2 separate regions of the Mus musculus genome follow, and region 2 is linked to region 1. Evidence: chromatin contacts called from public Hi-C data. All regions are on one chromosome and are shown on one strand. The core of a region is the stretch at or near the end of the contact, and the rest is flanking DNA. Distances in the headings are between cores, read along the strand shown. Region 1 overlaps Otulin (OTU deubiquitinase with linear linkage specificity). Region 2 has its middle 34 kb from the start of Otulinl.

Evidence for each region. Hi-C and Micro-C count contacts between places; a contact is called where the count stands out from the background.
Region 2: a Hi-C map of bone marrow-derived macrophages shows a contact between it and region 1, with 43 read pairs. The contact joins two enhancer-like sites. A contact is called at or near these places in 6 of 39 promoter capture datasets (the C10 cell line, the HPC-7 cell line, HPC-7-derived erythroid cells and 3 more), 2 of 484 Hi-C or Micro-C datasets (bone marrow-derived macrophages and female germline stem cell-derived STRA8 germ cells), 2 of 115 datasets of contacts at active chromatin or transcription factors (the HPC-7 cell line and bone marrow-derived macrophages) and 1 of 9 other capture datasets (liver).

Annotation. Positions count from the first base shown.
Region 1 is chr15:27,614,553-27,621,643 of GRCm38.p6, forward strand. Otulin (OTU deubiquitinase with linear linkage specificity) reads right to left here. Exons shown (of 7, transcript NM_001013792.2): 3 at 4,977-5,071; 4 at 1,772-1,915. Among named protein-coding and RNA genes, the nearest start is that of Otulin, 13 kb to the right of the region's middle. Within about 2 kb of position 5,344, at least 46 of the 459 cell types and tissues checked have an H3K27ac peak or open chromatin away from gene starts, as enhancers often do. A contact at or near this core is called in the HPC-7 cell line and bone marrow-derived macrophages, where this site is marked.
Region 2 is chr15:27,712,216-27,718,743 of GRCm38.p6, forward strand. No RefSeq gene overlaps it. Among named protein-coding and RNA genes, the nearest start is that of Otulinl, 34 kb to the left of the region's middle. Within about 2 kb of position 3,331, at least 16 of the 459 cell types and tissues checked have an H3K27ac peak or open chromatin away from gene starts, as enhancers often do. A contact at or near this core is called in the HPC-7 cell line and bone marrow-derived macrophages, where this site is marked.

The DNA.
Region 1 (7,091 bases), core at 4,094-6,593:
TGAAGCTCTAGCGGCACTGGGCTCACAGTCTGCACATGGAAGCAGACAGCTAGCACCCTTGCTCAGTCAGTGACTCTCCAGTACCTGTGTGTCTACCTCTCCTCCCTCCCCCCCTCCCCCCCACCCTGCTCCTCAAACGCAGAGCTGGAGGCAAGTGTTTCACTCAAGTCTTAGGAACATACAACAAACTGTCAAGAAAGGTCCAAACCATGTTACGTTTCTGAGGGCATGAGCAGGAAAGTAGTTTCTTCAGCAGATATTGAGCAGAAGCAAAATCCAATCAGTGTGAATACTGATCTCAGCGACGGGGCCCTCGGAAGGCAAACATGCAATGCTATGGAAAAGAGGAGCCCACTGGGAATTTAACAGTTCTCTGTGCATCACTCCAGTAGGCCAGGAAGACCTCTCCATCACCTCATCACTCCTGCCAGTGACACATTTTCATACTGTCCAAGACCAAATGCAAGCCAACACTCCTGAGAAAAGGCTGCACTACATAACCCAGAGCAGCTTAAATGTCACAGGACTCTTGCCTCAGCATGAAAGTGCTGCAGTTCCAGGCATGCAACAGCCCACCCTCTTAGCTGACCCATTTCACATGGGGTAGGTGATGTAACCCGAATGCACCTGTTAGCAGGAGCCGTTGCTTTACTTTTCTGGGATACAATGTGTATGTTTAACTACTTAGGACTGTATTTGCACCAAAAATTCTTAGAAAATATAAAAATTTAAAATTAGTGTCAAATAAGCCCAGAAATCTAAAAAGGCCCACAAAGGAAAAGACTCAAAAGTATCAGATTTCGTAATAATTTTCAAAGTGCTTTCTTTTGTTTTTAAGAGTACTGTAGGCCAAGTCTATCCTCTCAGAATAATACCATCTAAAAATAAATTAAAATTTCCATTTCTTTCTTTAGTAAGTTGTAAAACACATTCATTCCCTTTACTGGTGTGTTAAAGCACACAGTCCATGCTGTGTAAGAAGCCCAGTGTCACGGGAACAAGTTAGCTACTCTCTAACACAGGAGCGCAGCAGACACCACACAGAAGTAACAGCTTTGCCATGTGTCTATCACACCAGTAATCCCAGCACTCACGAGACTGAAGCAGGAGGATTGCCACAGGTTTGAAGTCAGCCCGAGCTGCAGTTAAGATTGTCCACCCTCAGCCACCCAAAGCCCTTCAACTCCCGAGCCAACAGAAAATAGCAAAGCCGCGTTCACTAGCGCCAGGGTTTACAGAATTTCCTTTTATCCGCTACACAAATCATCAGCATGAGGCCTTCTTTGTATCAAGACACCTGCAGGCATAGATCCCAGGGACTCTCTCCCATGACTTAAATAAAGCACTAAGGATAGTCAGGTCCAGAAAAGGTTTCTCTACGTAACACTAGCATCTCATCATGAAACGTATATTTGTTTTTGAACTGCCCCTAAAATCCACATGAACTCCAGTAAAAATTATATAACTTACTTCAGAGAAACACTAAAATAAAGTCAAGTTTTTTTCTATGTGTTTTTTATGAATTCTAAACATCTGGTCTTTAACTCAGCTTAAGTGTATTAAGTTTTGTCATTCTTTCTCTTCTTGAAAATACTGATTATTTCTAGTCATTTTTTATACATATAAGATCATCTTACAGATGCAAACTGAACAAATCCATATGCTGAAATCACACTGCATGTAACACCTTCAGGCAACATGAGCAGAAAGGAGAAGTCTTCTGAGAAGAACTTCCTGAAACACTGTGATTCAAATTCATGCAACAACATACCAGTATGAGCTCCAAGTCCTGCAGCCAGGGGGGCAGCTCGGCCAGCTGGCTCATGGCCTGGAACAGTGTGGCCCTCAGTGCACAGTAGTTATCACCACGGACTCGCCTTATGGAAGTGAATTTCTGAGACACTTCCTCATAGCCCTTGGGAGAAAACATCAAAGAGTTTAGATGGTAGTTACTGGCTTGAGATAGCAAGAAAAGTTCCATCCCTACGGGAAAAAATTGTCCTAAAACATTGGGAAATGGCAAACAAGAAAGGATAGCTTAGTAAGGCATTCCAATCTCTGATTACAATTCAATTTACCTTAAAATACTGATGCTTTCTTTATGAAATCTCAGCATCTGCAACAGTGCTCCTTAACCTTCCTAATGCTATGACTCTTTAACACAGCTCTTCATATGGTGACCCCCAACCACAAAATTATTTCCTTGTTACTTCATAGCTGTCATTTTGCTACTGTTGTAAACTGTAATGTAAATATCTGATATGCAGGATATCTAGTATGGGACCCCCAAGGGAGTTGTGACCCACAGGTTGAAACCACTGATCTATAACAAATGCAACAGACCTGACATCCAAAATAAACCAGCTGTCCAGCTCTATGCACCCTCAGAGTCCCTTCCCAGTCATCTGAGGGAGCCCTCACTCACTGCTCACATCCCGAACGGTTTAATCTGTGGTTAATTTTCCCAAATGCTTTAATAAAGAGACCAGGAAGGGGGGTATGCAATATTTCTATCTCCAGTTTTAAAAATGTCCATAAATCCCGAGTTTCCAAAGTGTGTGTGTACACATACAGGCAGAAGTCACTCAGCAAAGGTAATACACTCTGAGAATATGTCACTAGGCAACGTCATCATTGTGCACACATCTGAGTACACGTGCACAAACCTAGCTGGTATATCCTACTATATCCTGGGACTATCAGGCTCTTACTGAGTATTAGCAGGGGAAGTATGCTAAGAAGCCACAATGGAAAACAAAGGTACTAAATCAAGTATGACACAACACCACAATCAAGAGGTAAAGTGAACATGAGATGATGTATCAGGTTGCTGCTGACACAGCAGGGCACACGTTGTACACAGAGCCGTGGCATGGGTAGCTATCACGTGCAGTGATGACATGACTGCATGCACAGCACTTTCACTGACAGTCCAGGTCTGTTTATAACAGCCTCATGACAAGCACTAGAGTGATGCACCACAAACACACACACACACACACACACACACACACACACACACACACACACACATCACAGCTATGTCATCAGGAGATCCAAAAGCTGCAGGTCCATTTTAATCCTACAGATCTGTAACTGTACTATTTAAGAGATGAACCTAACACTTTAAAAAATTAATCTGGCCCAGTGGTGGCGCACGCCTGTAATCCCAGCACTTGAGAGGCAGAGGCAGGTGGATTTCTGAGTTTGAGGCCAGCCTGGTCTATAGATTGAGTTCCAGGACAGCCAGGACTGCACAGAGAAACCCTGTCTCGAAAAAAAAAATTATTCTGGATTTATAAACACTTCCAAAAGAATATCCGAATCGAAACACAGGTAATTAGGCAAATAAGAACTAAAATAAAATCAAGACTCAAAGTTTATAACAGGCAATGCTCAGATTGCTAAGGAGCTGCACCGCTAAATGGGGTGTTTTAATCTGATTACTGAATGGTCAAACCTTTCTTTGCGTGCAAGCCCATAGAGAAATGATTTTCCCATAAGTTCTAAAATATGGCATATCTAGGTAACTGAGTGTCTTCAGTATTGGACTTAGACATGCCACATTAAAACAGATCTGATCTCTGGAAGAGACTAAGACAACAGAATGAAATCATTAGTTAGTGAAGCCTTTCCTAGAGCAGGTAAGGAAATACGGATGTGACTCCCTGCAGAGTCTGGGTGGAGAGCGGGAGACCCAGAGTGGATGGAAGCCCGGCTGCAGACGGCCTCTGAGAAAACAGGCCTGTCACCTTTAGCAGGAACCAGAAAGCAGGGTATTCTGTGACTGAGGCCACACAGAAGGGCCTAGAACACAGGTTTGTAAGAATTAGGGCTAAGGTGGACATCTTTCAGATTGAAGACATGAGTTGAACTCTAAAGACGAGTAAGTTTCTAAAATAATAATAATGATGATAATGAGGAGGAGGAGGAAGGAGGGGGGAGAAGAAGCAGCTTCTGCTGCTGCTATGAGAGAAATTAAAATTTAAAGAATTTAAAACCCTTTTCAATATGATTCTATCCAATTCTACCATAGTTAAGAGCACTGGCTGCTCTTCCAGAAGGCCTGGGCTCCACTCTAAGCATCCACATGGAGGCTCACAATCATAGGTAACTCCAGTCTTAGGGAGTCCAGTGCTCTCTTCTGGCCTCGCAGACACTGCACACACATAATACAGATATGCATGGAGGCAAAACACCCATATACATACAAATAAATTATAAAAATACAAAAGACTGGTCAGTATTTCTAAAGCACAAGTAGTATATTCAAAATATAAATAATCCAAGAAAGAAAAAAAAAAAGGAATCAAAAGACACAAGCTTAAGTAGTAGGTAGAAGTTTACCACTAGCTTAGGAACGGTCAAACAGAAACAGTGTCACATGGTTTCCCTTACTGATAAGGAAAGACAGATGGAGTGCACTCTGTAAGCAGAGCCCACAGGGCGTACTGCAGTTCCAATACCTATCAGTCTCAGAGGCTAGTCTAGGAGTGCTAGTATACAACAGAATGAAGTGAAGGCAGCTCCTGGCACACCTTAAATGAAGGAAATGGTTCAAATTCCTCTGCAGAGAAAGTACAGGAGGAATCTATACCTAGGACTTAGACGCATGGGCAGAGGTGTAAAATCGCCTCTGCCTATCCTTGAGGCCTTTACAGCACCAGTTAAGAAGAGCATTCACAACTGTCTCAAAGAGAAGCAGCAGTGGCTGAGTCTACTCTCAACAGCACAGCTCTGTGTTCTTCAAAGAAATTAAGTTACTAAAGAACTGATGTTGCTTCTATATTAGTACTATGACTCCAAACAAGTCCTTATCTTTGCAGTCTGTTTCCTCATCTCTAAAATTAGAACACCAATATTTACAGCATTGTCTTATTATAGCAGTTGTCCTAACCACTGTCTAAAAGCATCCTATGATACGTAGCTCAGGACAGACGGTTTGAAGACCTTCAATGGGTACACCCTGGCCATACCTTTTTCATACATGTGGCTTTCTGAGTATTTCCTCTCCATTCTTTTTTGCAGTAGTCCATGATATCCATTTCAGGAGCCACACTTAACCTGGGTTCTGTTGAAAAATCAAAATGGCAACAATGAAATGAAACACATAAGCAACGAAAGCAAGAGTAATGGAAATAGAGACACTGCCTTCCTAGGGGAGGGAGTCCTCTCCTTACACCTTACTTTCTCTAGTTTAAAAATTCCTCAATCTCACTACTGCCCATGCGTTCAGCCCATGCCACCTCTATAAACCAGAGTGCTCTCTTAATGGGTCTCCCTCGTCACCACACCACACAGCCTGCACTCCACACACCAGTCAGGTTGCTCATTAACTCCAGAGTCAGGAGGCAGTCCTTCCTCACAGCCTCAGAGAGCTGCAGGAACCTCCAGGCTCTCACTCACCTGACCCACGGGTGTGTGTGTGTGTACACTTTAATAATCAGATGCAGGCATAGGAACCATGAAAAATAGCTCATCATTTGTTTCATATCTATTAGACAGAGATAACACCTAACAAAAATTCCATTTGCTATTTACCTAATATTATAGTTTTTGTTATAAACCAGAAAGGATCAGAGCACTCAGTGTTGGCTAATCCACAGACATCCTTTAAATGTCTCCCCCAAACTAGTACAACTCAGGATTAAACACATGTTATAGATTTTTGTTGTTGTTGTTTATAAAAAATGCCTTTAAAGTCACTTCTCTCCCTAATATCCCTTCTCCTCTGTTCGTGTGTGTGTGTGTGTGTGTGTGTGTGTGTGTGTGTGTGTGTGTGTGTGCGCGTACTGGGGATTGAATTTAGGGCCTTCAGTAAGACTTTCTTGATTTAGTGGATGAGGTTTGATTTCTTGATATATGCCTATGATTATGTATATGTATGCATATGACAATTTGTGATTTCAAAAAGAAATTAGGCAATTTTCAGGTTCATCTTGGCTCCTTTTTAAAACTTTTGAGGATAGAGATATTAGCAATTGTTTTAGGAAATGAACCTAGAACACATAGAGTCTACATGTCTTGTACATACGTGTTTCACTCAATTCAACAAATAGTCCCTGAAGGTCTAACCGTGCCAAGCACTGTGCCAGGAATGGAGCTGAGAGGGAATGAGGCCAGGACTCCGCCCCAGTGGGCATCAGAGATGGAAGAGGAAAGGACCACAAGCACTTACAAGCCAGAGCATGGTGGAAGCCACTGACCCAGGAACACCGAAGCCTCCCTAGAGTTTAGGGAGTACAATTTGTTTTAAAGTAAACTGTAAAAACTGCTTATTCAAAAAAACCACCTCATTGTTCATTTCTCAAAGAAAAAAAAAAAACAACCTTTTACAAAAGGTTGCATAATCCATGCACAGACAGAGTTCTGTGTGTAGTACATAGTGATTAACCTAGACATGAAAACAACCACTGTTACTCTGTGAAATTCAAGAGATAATGTTTAGGAGGCTACTTAGAATAAGGAAGTACTCACATGTATCTGCCTCCCCACTCACATGCCCCCCAGACAGGAAGAACTGCTATTACACAGTCAGGACCCTTCTGGGCCATCAGTTCTTGTCAGGGAGGGCTGTACGCCTGGGAAGAAGGTACTTCACCAGCAGAGGACGGGCTTCCAGACAATAAGTCTTCCTTCCTGTCTCCTCCACTGCTGTCCTCACTTGCAGACACACTAAGACTGACCCCTGGGCAAGGCTGGGGAGTCCTACCATCTCAGATCACAGGGTTAAGGCTGGCCCAGGGGTCTTATAAAAGCTGGAGAACAAGCCAGAAGCCCGATCCTGTCCTGAATCAGAGGTCAGCATAAGGTAAGAGGCTTGGAGAACTTAAGTACTTGCATAGCTACAACATAATGTTACCTGAATCCCAGCAGGCTTCTGTGTCTGGGAGGCACAGCAGGTCCCACATGCTGACTAAGCTAGGGGATGGAGGCACAGGAGGAGGCAGTGTTTGACCTCGTCAGCCCACTGAGCACAACTCCCTCCATCTAACTAAACTACACAGGCTTCCATTGCTGCTTCAAGGAAGAAGACTAGTTCTTTTGACAAAACCAAGAAAAGAAAATAATAATAATAATAATAATAATAA
Region 2 (6,528 bases), core at 2,081-4,580, 96 kb after region 1:
GTTATGGGACAGCCATGAAGGTAACAGTCAACTTTCCATAAGACTCAGAGATGCATATTATCAGTCCTTAGAGAACAGATCCCACAACTCTGTGAACTTCTGTATGTTCCCCAATTAGTCAGAAGGATAGATAACTTTCCAATTTTAAAAGTAACATTTCAACTCCTTTTCTGTATCCCAGGTCCATTCATATTGTCTTGAATTCTTGTTTCCTTAAATATGTACACACACACACACACACACACACACACACACACACCAGTTCTGAGGATTTTGATTGGAGGTGTATTGCACCTGTAACTGTCTTGACATTTTATAACATTGAGTTGTCCAACTCCATAGTCATGGCATTTTCTTCCATTTACTTAGTACCTTTAAGAATCATATCATCAGAACATCAATTCTAAATTTCAGAACAGATCCTGCATCTGATAGATGGATTCAAATAAGAGCTACTTAGCTGCCTGAACTTCAGTTCTTTCAAATTTTGTCATTTGACAGGCATGAAGACTGAACGGATAACCAGCAATGCTATACAGCTGGTCACTCTTGCTCAGAGTTATCAGTTAAAGCCACATTGTTCTGCAGCCAGGAGGGAATCTGTCCAGTTCAGCCATGGAGCAAAGCTAATCGTGGTCACTGCTGGTGAAGTGAGTCAAGATGGGTCATGATGTAAGATAGGCTAAAAGACGGGCAGATGCCACCAAACTTCTCACAGATGGACATGAGTTCTGGGTCTCTAATCTGAGACCGAGCCTATTGTTGAAGCTACTTTCCTTCTAAGCATCTCGCTTATTTTCAAAGCATTATGTTCATTCCTGGATTGGAGAGTGATAGCCATTCAACTTCCATGACAGCCAGCTTTCCTGGAAATGACCAACTGCCAACTAGAATTAACCCCAGCTTCATTTCTCTGACTTCTGCTGGAGAATAGAGGGTCATGGTGGGTATCAAAATATGCATGGGACCCACTTCGAGAAGATGGACTTTTCTATTTAAAAATATGAATCTTCTGGAGGATCCTGCAATACCTCTCCTGGGCATATATCTAGAAGATGTTCCAACTGGTAAGAAGGACACATGCTCCACTATGTTCATAGCAGCCTTATTTATAATATCCAGAAGCTGGAAAGAACCCAGATGTCTCTCAACAGAGGAATGGATACAGAAAGTGTGGTACATTTACACAATGGAGTACTACTCAGCTATTAAAAAGAATGAATTTATGAAATTCCTAGGCAAATGGGTGGACCTGGAGGGCATCATCCTGAGTGAGGTAACCCAATCACAAAAGAACTCACATGATATGTACTCACTGATAATTGGATATTAGCCCAGAAACTTAGAATACCCAAGATACAAGATAAAATTTGCAAAACACATGAAACTCAAGAAGAACGAAGACCAAAGCGTGGACACTTTGCTCCTTCTTAGAATTGGGAACAAAACACCCAAGGAAGTACTTACAGAGACAAAGTTTGGAGCTGAGACGAAAGGATGGACCATCTAGAGACTGCCACACCTGGGGATCCATCCCATAATCAGCCTCCAAACGCTGACACCATTGCATACACCAGCAAGATTTTGCTGAAAGGACCCTGATATAGCTGTCTCTTGTGAGGCTATGCCGGGGCCTGGCAAACACAGAAGTGGATGCTCTCAGTCAATTATTGGATGGAACACAGGGCCCCCAATGGAGGAGCTAGAGAAAGCACCCAAGGAGCTGAGGGGTCTGCAATGCTATAGATGGAACAACAATATGAACTAACCAGTACCCCTGGAGCTCGTGTCTCTAGCTGCATATGTATCAGAAGAGGGCCCAGTCGGCCATCATTGGGAAGAGAGGCCCCTTGGTCTTGCAAACTTTATATGCCTCAGTACAGGGGAACACCAGGGCCAAGAAGTGGGAGTGGGTGGGTAGGGGAGTGGGGGGGGAGGGTATGAGGGACTTTTGGGATAGCATTTGAAATGTAAATGAGGAAAATAATTAAAAATATTAAAATATATGAATCTTTTTTATTGTTAATAAACCATATGGTTATGTTTTCTGCAGTGCCTGGGGTCTATGGAAAGTCATTTTGCAGATGTGAGATTTTTGTTAAAGCAGACTTTTAGAAATGGTGATTTAATTACAGTGGCAAGCAACACACACAATGCAAACAGTTATAAAATTTGATGTTAGCAGTAACCTTATTTAAAATGACCTGTAGGTGGCTAATTTTCATAGGAAAGGTGCTATGCAGGACACTGGGATGGGGGTGGGATCATCAATGCACATGTTCAGTACTGGACCTGACAGGCTACAATACTGACCTGCCAGGTGAGATAAGCGCCTCTGTGCAATAGTGGTAGGACTCTTACAGGGTAAACCAATGGCTTTATACTTGGATTTGAGGCTTAGAAATTCAGTTCATGCCTGGAACTGTATATTTGGCTAAAAGCACATAGCTAGCTGGTGAGGTCATAGACCCTGCAAGGGAACTTACAATTATTGTATTTGCTAAACAGTCATGTTTGCAAACTGCCCTGTACATATATATTTTTTCTTTCAAGACAGAGCTTCACTTTATAGCCCTGTCTGTCTTGGAACTCACTCTGTAGACCAGCCTGCCTCTGCCTCTCAAGTGCTGGGGTTAAAGGCATGCATCACCACTGCCCAGTGTAATTATTTATATTTATACCTGTAGATTAATGCTATCATTTGGCTGGCAGTGGGTAGTAATGCAGTGGCTCACCACTGGCCAAAGCGATAAGAAACAAGGGTTGCTAAGTGTTCATCCCTCAATGGTACATCCATATCCTACCTCTCCCAAGGCTCAGGGAATGTCACAAACAAGAGAAAGGAACAAATGCAAAAGGTGCAAGGTAGGAAGTGTGAGATGCTGTGTGGCTGATGGACTCATGAACTCACAGTAGCTGCAGTTACCTGTACCAGACCTGCTTAAATTCACATCCATCGACATTACAACACGCATCGAGAAGGCTCCACCCTTACCAAGGACCTCTTAGCAATCGATGGCTTCTGGAGAAGAGAGGAGACGCGTTTCCTCAGGGGGTGTGGGCACTGGCAGGTTGTCCCTGCTCAAGAGGCAGTACTAATTGGACTTTGGGTGACTTTTAAAAGAGAGCTAAGGTGGGGGTCAGAGGCTAACTGCCACAAAGCACGTGTAGCTCCTCCCTCGCCACCATGGGGAAGGCAGTGGATCTTGAAATGGCTCTCCAGAGACATCCATTCAGCATGGCTTTGCTAGAGTTGGGCCTACAGAATCTACTACAGAGAGACTGTATGCTGTAGTATCACAGCAGTAGAAAGGAACCTCGTTCTGGGTTTGTGCTGCCCTCTCCAGGAGAAGAAGGAAGAAGCAGGAATGCACTGGGGTTAGAGAGATGGCAGAGAGTGAGGAGGGGTTGAAACAAGCACCTACCTAGTTACAGAATTGGGAGAGAAAGTCACTATTTGGACTCTGGTCCTGGCAGCTGCTTGCCTATAGGACATTTGACAATTCTGGGATCAGAAGTTACTCTCAGAATCAGAGGCTGCATGGCCCAGAACAGACTCCAGGTGAGAACTCCAAACCTGGAGGTTCGTTCTGTAATAGATGTGGCTGTGAATCCCGGGATTCTTGATGGAGTTCACTGTGCTGTTCACTGTCTGTGGCCCAGATTTCCAGTCTTTCTCTACCAACTAACTGCCTTCATACATTAATCTTTTAAAAGTATCTTTGTAGAGGGGTAATGGTGATGCACGCCTTTAATCCTAGCAGTCAGGAGGCAGAGGCAGGCAGATCTCTGAGTTCAAGGCTAGCCTGGTCTACAGAGTGAGTTTCAGGACAGCCAGGGCTACACAGGAGTTTGGCTTTGGATTACAGAATGCCTTTTCCAGGAGCCGTGGCTTCATGCTGCCATTTTTAAAGTATACTTAAAAAAAAAAAAAGGTTCAGGCTAATAGCAAAGTTGAGCGGGGAGTACTGAGTCTTAGTCTGTTCCCTACATGCACGGCCACTCCCACTGTCAGCAGCCTGTTTCAGAGCCTTCCACTTGTCAGAGTCAGTGAGCATACACGGACATGCCCTTCCCACTCATGGTAATGAGCTTCAGGATCTACTGTCAGTGTCATGGTTTTTGGTAAATGTACAATAGAAAATGTGTCTGTAGTCATAGCACCATAGATCATACAGAATAACTTCCTAGCCCTCAAGATCCCGTGATTGGCCCATGTACCCCTCGCTCCCCTGATCCCGGGAAGCCCTGATCTTTTTACTGGGTCTGAAACTTTGCCTTTTGTACTATCATACAGTTCATGGCTATTTGAGATTGGCTTCTTTCAGTTGAAATACGCATTTAAATTTCTTCCATGTCATTTGTGGCTCCATGGTGTGCTTATTCAATATTTTCCTTTCACACTGGGGAATGGTCTAGTTCTGGATATTTCACAAGTTGTCCATTTGTCACCAATTAGTTGTTCATTCAGCTCTACCCAGACTGAAATTGTGGTCAGGGAAGATCTTCAAGAGCTAGTCTTTGGCTCCATGCCCCATGAAAGATGCGTCCCTTCCTCTGTCTCACGTTTACTTACGGAGGACGTCTTGGCTGGTGGAAACTTGGGTGATTATGAATAAAGCTGTTGTTGAGGTTCATTGTGGATTAAAGCTGCTGTCCACATCCAGTGGATGCTTTCTCTGGCAAGGGCTGAGGAGGGAGCTTGCTGGACGCTGGCGAGTGCTTACTTAGCTTTGTAGAAAGCAGTGAGGTCAGACTGGGTTCCACAGAAGCTAAGGCACTTTGCAGTCCCATCTGAATTGAGACTTCCTGTTGCTCCACACCCGTACCACTGCTTGCGACTCTCCATGCTCTGAATGCTGACCATTCAAATAAGCAACTTATTTGTGCACATCTACCTCTTTCTCAGGTGCCCCTTAGGTGGTCTCTCTACCCTCTCTTTGCTGTGCAAGTTCAAATCCAAGGACCATTATCAGTGAGCTCTCTGCCTTCTGGCTAAGTTTGCTGATGAGTGTAGAGCCAGAGGGCTAAGGAGGAAAGGTGCTCTGACTGAGTGACTTAGCTTCCTCACTCCAATGGGTTAGTCTCAGTGGTTCTTCCTGTCTTCAACAGAACTCAGGTTGTATACGGGGCCTTGAACATATAAGGGACTCAGTCCTGACGTCCCCACCCACAGTTCAACAGCCCTTTGTTAGACGTTCAACATGTACAACTTGGGTGGGTAACATACCACCCCCCCACCCACACACACATACAGGATCCTGGCTGACACATTGCACACAGCCCACAACCTTCCCCTAAAAGGATCTGATCAGTCTCTAGGCTTTGATGCTTGACCATTCATCCACAGGCTCATTTGAAAACCTCATGTCTAATCTGGGGCTCACCCCTTCAACAGAACAAAATGCAGAGCTGAGTCTATTCAATTGTATGTGTTAGGGACTGGCCATCCTGGGCAGAGCAGCAATTATTGTTTAGGGGTGACAGAGTATTTCCTCTGCCCCTGATGGGTTCAATATAACCCCTTGCTGCTGTATCCCCTAAATGCTGCGCAGGTGGAGCAACCCTGCTCACCAGGGCATTCTTCATGGCTATATCTTGCCCTTCTCAAGACCCAGGTCTATCTTCCCTGGGGAGCTCCCTTTCCACTTGGACTCTGGAAGATCTGTCTCTGAATCCCTCCCAGGGCAGAACACGGTCACTAGTCATCTTCCTGCACACCAGCAGGCATCTCTTTACCTAGGGAAAGTTCCATTTGCATGGATCACACCCAAGTGAAGACAGTTTGGGCCCGCTCCTCTCAGACCCCAGGACCGCCCCCCCCTGGGTTTCTAGGTCACTGCTGTCCCAACCACAGTTCTTGAAGAAAAGTGAGGCAGATGAAGGGAGATTCAATATTCCCTCAGAGGTTGAATTATCCTGTAAGGGCAATGGCTAGGGCTGAAGTACTGCATAGATGTTACGTGAAGAAGGAGGTTAACTTTATGTCAGATCTTGGTTGCACGTGCTTCTTACTCTTTGATATTCTGAAACTGTCAGGGCATGAGAGTGAGCTTATTAGTTGCTCAAATGGCTATCATACACAGTTACCATAGAGGCTCCCTTGAAGCTCACACAGGTGATTAACCTCAGCCAGGCAGTGACAGAGAGCAGATCCATTCTGGCTATGAAAGGTTCCGCCTCAGCTCCTGAAGTTCCAACAGAGAAGCAGCAATTTCGACTTCAGCCTCCCTGTCAATCAAAGGGCTCTTCTCCCGAAGTCCTCTCCCTGTAAATCAATCAGCCACTTCTCCCACAGTCCAGAAGACTGTCATCATGACAGTATGACTGCTTTCAAATGTCTGTTAGATCCTGCTTCAGCCGCTGTGGGTCTCCATTCCATGTTCTGCCTGCCTCAGGGCAAGGCTGGGAGTTTGACAGTGTTTATCCCATAGTGTTGTCGGGCTGGTTCTGCACTTCAGGGATGTACAGAATCACCATGGAGGGAATGGGAAAGCACAGTCCGAGATGTGGGAAAGCTGGAGCTGG